2 separate regions of the Mus musculus genome follow, and region 2 is linked to region 1. A link is a contact called in public HiChIP or PLAC-seq data. All regions are on one chromosome and are shown on one strand. The core of a region is the stretch at or near the end of the contact, and the rest is flanking DNA. Distances in the headings are between cores, read along the strand shown. Region 1 holds the start of Srgap3 (SLIT-ROBO Rho GTPase activating protein 3). Region 2 holds the start of Thumpd3 (THUMP domain containing 3).

The links. HiChIP or PLAC-seq counts read pairs in DNA pulled down with a chosen protein or histone mark.
Region 2: a contact with region 1 is called in an H3K27ac HiChIP or PLAC-seq map of trophoblast stem cells, with 24 read pairs. The contact joins the promoter of Thumpd3 here to the promoter of Srgap3 in region 1. A contact is called at or near these places in 2 of 39 promoter capture datasets (the SN4741 cell line and macrophages), 1 of 484 Hi-C or Micro-C datasets (trophoblast stem cells) and 6 of 115 datasets of contacts at active chromatin or transcription factors (effector CD8 T cells, embryonic stem cells, pancreatic cancer cells and 1 more).

What each region holds. Positions count from the first base shown.
Region 1 is chr6:112,945,997-112,948,696 of GRCm38.p6, forward strand. Srgap3 (SLIT-ROBO Rho GTPase activating protein 3) reads right to left here and starts at 1,270. Exons shown (of 22, transcript NM_080448.4): 1 at 434-1,270. The coding sequence starts at 500.
Region 2 is chr6:113,044,918-113,047,617 of GRCm38.p6, forward strand. Thumpd3 (THUMP domain containing 3) reads left to right here and starts at 1,385. Exons shown (of 10, transcript NM_008188.3): 1 at 1,385-1,473; 2 at 2,498-2,700. The coding sequence starts at 2,530. Gm43868 (predicted gene, 43868) reads right to left here and starts at 1,254. Exons shown (of 1, transcript NR_164179.1): 1 at 1-1,254.

The DNA of each region.
Region 1 (2,700 bases), core at 20-2,519:
GCAGAGGCAAAAACAACCACCCACAAAAGCCAAAAGAAGGGATGGGGAGAGCAGATCAAAAAATATATACATAAATAGCAAAGGGCTTTCTCGATGGGAGTGAGGGGGAGGAGGCCTTGACTGTCAAAATGGCCTTAGAGTGACATATCACTGCCAAGATGATGGAGTACCGGCGACACTCCTAAAGTCCCTTCCTCACACACCTGCAATGCAGAGATTTCTGCCCTTTCTGTAATTCACGCTCCCAGCCCAGGCACTATCTGCAGTGGGAGCCAGTCTGGACTTGTGCAGCCAGCACCCGGTCCTTCCTCCTTACAATAAGATTATTGCTGCATAGCAACTTCTCAAGAAGGCAGGGAGGCGAAGGAAGAGACAGCAGAGGGAGAGACAAGGGGACGGAGAGAAGGCAAAGTCCCTCGGCCCCACCACTCACCTTTTATTTGGGCTTCATATTCAGCAATGATCTCTTTGTCTTTCTTGAACTTAGTTTGAGATGACATCTTCCGACGTGGCAAAGAGAACTGACAGGCTGTTTGATCTATTTCTCCTTCTCTCTCCAAGTCCTCTCCCAAGCCTGGGTAATCACACAGCAATGGTCGATTTCACAGGTTTCAAGGGCTAATCTCTTTTACTTGGCTACAGAGCCCCGGGGTTGAAATCCTTCTTCTGGGAGGAAAATGCTCTCTGCTGGCAGGGAAATGGCTCTAGTGGCTTGCTCTGGTCAGCTCCTCTTGCAAAAGAAGTCACCCTGGGAGTACCATAACCTGCCCCAGATTTCCAGGATTTTTCTTCCAAAATAATAATAATAGCAGCCAAGAGCACACACAAACACACACACACACGTACACACACACACACAAACACATTCACGAGTGCACACACACGCTCACCCAGACACGCTTCCACGCAATTGTGCTGTGCACACACCCATCCACACCACAAGCGCGCGCATACACACACGCGCGCACACACACACACACACGCATACACACACACACCCTCACTCACACACACACACCCGCTTGCTCACTCATACACACACATCCACAAGAGGCGCGGCGCCTCCTGGGTCGTGTGGCCAGTCTCCGGTTCGCTTTGGAAGGCTCTGCTAAGGAAATGGTCAGGTTGCCAAAGGACCGGTCATCTCTCATCCTCCCTCCGGTCGATCGGCGCCTCGGGTCTGCTGGACGGTGAGGATCAAAACCAGGAGAGGGAGGTGGAAGTTTTCCCGGCTGTAGCGTTTTAGCTCCGCTGGACCCAGGGCTGGACTGCTCACCCTGCAGGGCTGGCTGAGCTCTCCCCCACCGCCCTCGTCACTAGACTCCGCCTCCCGGATTTTATAACAACTGACACATTGTAGCCTACAGGAGAGCTGAACTAGCTGCAAGCAAAAAGGGGAAGAAACGCTCACAAAAGGGAAGGCGGCAGGAGGGGGAAATCAGGTTGGGAAGGCCTGGGAGGCTCCTGCAAACTCGAGCTAGTAGTAGTTAGGCTGGAGATTTTCTAACAAACACAGAAAGATTCTTTTCTTTGCGTCGTGCTCAAACTAGCAACTATATGACGAGTTGTCACTCTGCCTGAGACTCTGGCAGAGTCTGATGCATGCAGGAGAGGCCACTATTTTTGAAAGAATTACTTGATAACAGGGACAGTGCCAGAGGTTTCAGCTTTGCAGAGAGATCTGGCAGACAGGGCTGCCTTCAGGCTCAGAGAAGGTGGGACAGCGCCATTCTGACTCCCTCGTCTTAGTTCCTTTACCAGTAAAATAAGCTCTCTTTGGAGACTCTTTAATGGACAATTTCAACAAATACATACAAAAAGCTTACTAAAGGGCCCACTGGCGTTATAAAGGCAAGAAGCACCATATGACAGTACAACAGAATTTAACTACACGCTGAATGATAGAATGGGTAAAAATGACAAGTGCTAAGAATTGAAAATATTACAGAGCGGGGGGATTCAAATGTAAAGAGCTTTTGGGAGATGGAGTATGAACAGAAACAGTTTGGCTCAGTACCTAGGTACACAGTAAGCTCCCTATAAATAGTAGCAACTATGGTAACCCCAGCATCCTAGGGGCTACATTATATATAAGTGGAAAATGACTTACCAGGGTGCCAGCATTCCAACCCAGACAACAAAACCCACCAGTAGTAAAGACTCAGTAGGAGTCTCCAGCATTTCATTAGAGAGTCCTAATTTCATTGGCATTTCAAATAGTTCAGTGTGGTAGGTCAAACTGGCATCAAGTACCATAGGATGCCTGATAATAAACTGTCATGAGAGTGTCTTGTCCCCCAAGAGTTCACTGAAAGAGACTTCCATAACTTTCTCAAACTAGGTACCACCTTCCACTTGTCCTTCTGGAATGGCCCAACATGTGATTTGGCTTGGGTTTAGAAATGAACAGGTTATCCGTACCAGCCTCTAAGGGCTCCCCAAGAGAGTATGCAGCTAGAACGGGTCTGGAGAGGTAGGTAAAGTGAGACAGGGTCCTCCCGCCTAGTGATCAGTGGGTGAGCACCAAGGGCTCAGTTGGGGAATGCACAGCAGCTGCCTGAGCAGTTCACCTGGTGAATCATAGGCTTATTATAGCTCTGGACACAGAAAGAGGAGGTTACAGAGTTCATAAGCAGATGCCACAGCCCACATCCTCCTGCCTCACCCTTCCCAGGGACATGTAGGCCCTCTGCTATGCAG
Region 2 (2,700 bases), core at 135-2,634, 99 kb after region 1:
TCTGCCCCACCTCCCAAACATTTATTTATGGAGGTGAGGATCTCACGGTACACTTGTGGAAGTCAGGGGGCAACCCATGGAGTTTGTTCTCTCCTTCCACAGTGTGGGTCCTGGGGATAGAATGCAGATGGCCAGGCTTGATGGCAGACACCTTTTACATGCTGGGCCGTTTGTCAGACCCCTTTTTTATTTTTTACTAAACTACAACGCCGCTTTCTACGATACTGGCTGCTCCTAAACTCTTTGATGCATCCAAGGCAAGGATCCGGTTTTTACCTTTCTCATTGTCCGTGCTGACAAGGACAGTGTGGCTCCATGCCTCAGCTGCTGCTGCCACCACTGAAACTTTAAACAATTTTTATTATTTATTTATTTATTTATTGGTGAGGATGAGGGGAGAGGCAGAGAGAGAGATTGCAATGCAGTGTCATAATGCCCTTGGAGCCAGACTTGGCTGTCAGAGCCCCTGAAGTTACAGGTATTGAGAGCGGCCAGAGGTGGGTGGGTGCTGGGTACCAAATTTGAATTCTCTGGAAAAGCAAGCCTTAATCACTGAGCCATCTCTCCACCATCGCTCCCCCCCCCCCCCCAAAATCCGGCTGTCTCTTTCTGTTGAGTTCTAAGTTTCCTCTTTTAAAATGTTACATTTGGGGCTGGTGAGACGTCTTAGAGGGTAAAGGCTCTTGCTACCCATCCTGATTAGCTGAGCTGGATCACTGGAACCCACGTGGTGGAAGAGAAGCAACTTCTGCCAAGTTGTCCTCTGACCTCAGGTGTGGCACACAAGCTCCCTCCACACACACAGGAAATACATGTAACTAAAATATAGGAAATGTAACCTTTGGCATATATAGAGAAACATGATCTGAAAACCGCAGGCTAGGCTAGGGGCTATACTCTAGTTACAGCACAGCTTGCCGGTCCCTGCAGAATCCAAGCCGGGTATGGTGGCGCACACCTGTAGTCCTAGCATCCCGGAGGCAGAGACAGCGGATATCTGTGATTTCCAGGACAGAACGATCGACAAAACGAGCAGGCCAGTCAGGGCTACATAGTGAGACTCCAATCTCAAAAAGAAATTCCAAGTAAAGAGTGTTGTGCAAGACGGGAATGGGGGAGAAGAATCTCTTTAGCCTCGGTTTCTCTGGCTTTAAGACTGGAATCAAGTCCCAGTCTCACCCCAGTGCTCGACACTGAGGGCAGAGGAAGTAGAACAACCGAGCATCCGCTCGCTAGGAGAGCGCCCTCCGCAGTGGTTCCCTCCGGGCAGGTGACCGGCCTACCGGCCGTTCTTCCTCTTCCGGGTCAGAGTGCACCCAACTGCGCACAGCTCTCCGCGCACACTCCCCCGCCTACCCCGGAGCGTGGGAGCACCGTGCCCTCCGAGGCCTGACTTCCGTTTCCGGGCTGGCACCTCGGCTTCCGGCGGCGTGCTCGCGGTGCGGAGACCGGAAGGGTCTGTGCTTGCTGCCGGTAACTGGCCGCGGCTGGGAGTGGCCGGGTGGGTGGGACGCAGGGGAAGACGGCGGTGGCTTCGTATAGGTCGGTGCTGGGGCTGAGCGTCTGGACTCTCGCTGGGCTTCGCAGAGGGTGGGAGTGAGAGAGCCACTGCCCTTCGGTCCGAACAGCCCTTCTGCTCTCCACACTGTCCGTAGGAGTTGTGTTCACAGTGGCGAACGGTGACACGGTGGAACCGCGTTCACCTCTGTGGCCTGTTCTTGGTTGGCACAGCATTAGGGACAAGGAAGATGTTAGCTTAAGCCACGGCGCTTTTGAAAAGCTGGTGGGAGGTGTGGGCCCTCCATCACGGTAACACCACTCCAGCCCCTTCAACCTCCACAAACACTCCCACAGGACGTCTGTATTACTAGCTTCAGACATTTCCAAGGTGTCCCCAGCATGCGCGTCATTGGATCTCGGCGTCACCACATAGTAGGCTTTCAGATATTTGTAATTGTTTAGATAGTGGAAGTTGAGTTAATCTTTAATAAATTCACTGCCCACTTGTCTACATGGCGGAAAGTAGATACCTCACCCATACATTAAAAGTTTTGATCATTAGTCCAGAATTGTGTTGTTCTCGTTAAAATCTTCTGTCTTTGGGAAAGAGAGATATATTTAGTTTCCAGTTCGAAACTAGGCAGGAGTAACTTGCTTCCTGGACCCGCGAGTGTGGGAAGCAAGAATTTTTAACTCTGAACCACTACAGCCTCACATCCTGAAGTGCTAAGCTGAAAGAGCAACAGAGGAGCTTCTCTATTCATGTTAGCAAATGTAAGATGGTGCTTACCAACACAGATGAGCCTAAGCCAAGCACTGCATGCAGTGGAAACACTCTTGTCTTTTCTCCTGATGAGCCTGCATATTGCTTGTTTAGTCACGTTTCACTGCCTGTAATCCGTGCCCTTATTTATACTACAGTTTTAACTCGATAGGTACATTGAAATACAAAAAGAGATGGCATTGTTTCCCTTTTTCTTCCCTGTATTGCCTCTAGAGACTGTTGGTCCTTTTAGAAACATCTCCATCATGTCTTGTGACACTCAAGAAGCTACCAGAGAGTGCCTGGGTATGAACCTTGATGGCAACAAAGAGCCTGTGTCGCTGGTAGAAAGCGGCGTCAGAAGTGAGTCGGAGCATCTCCAAGTCACTATTGGAGCCACTGTACCCACTGGCTTTGAACAAACGGCTGCGGGGGAA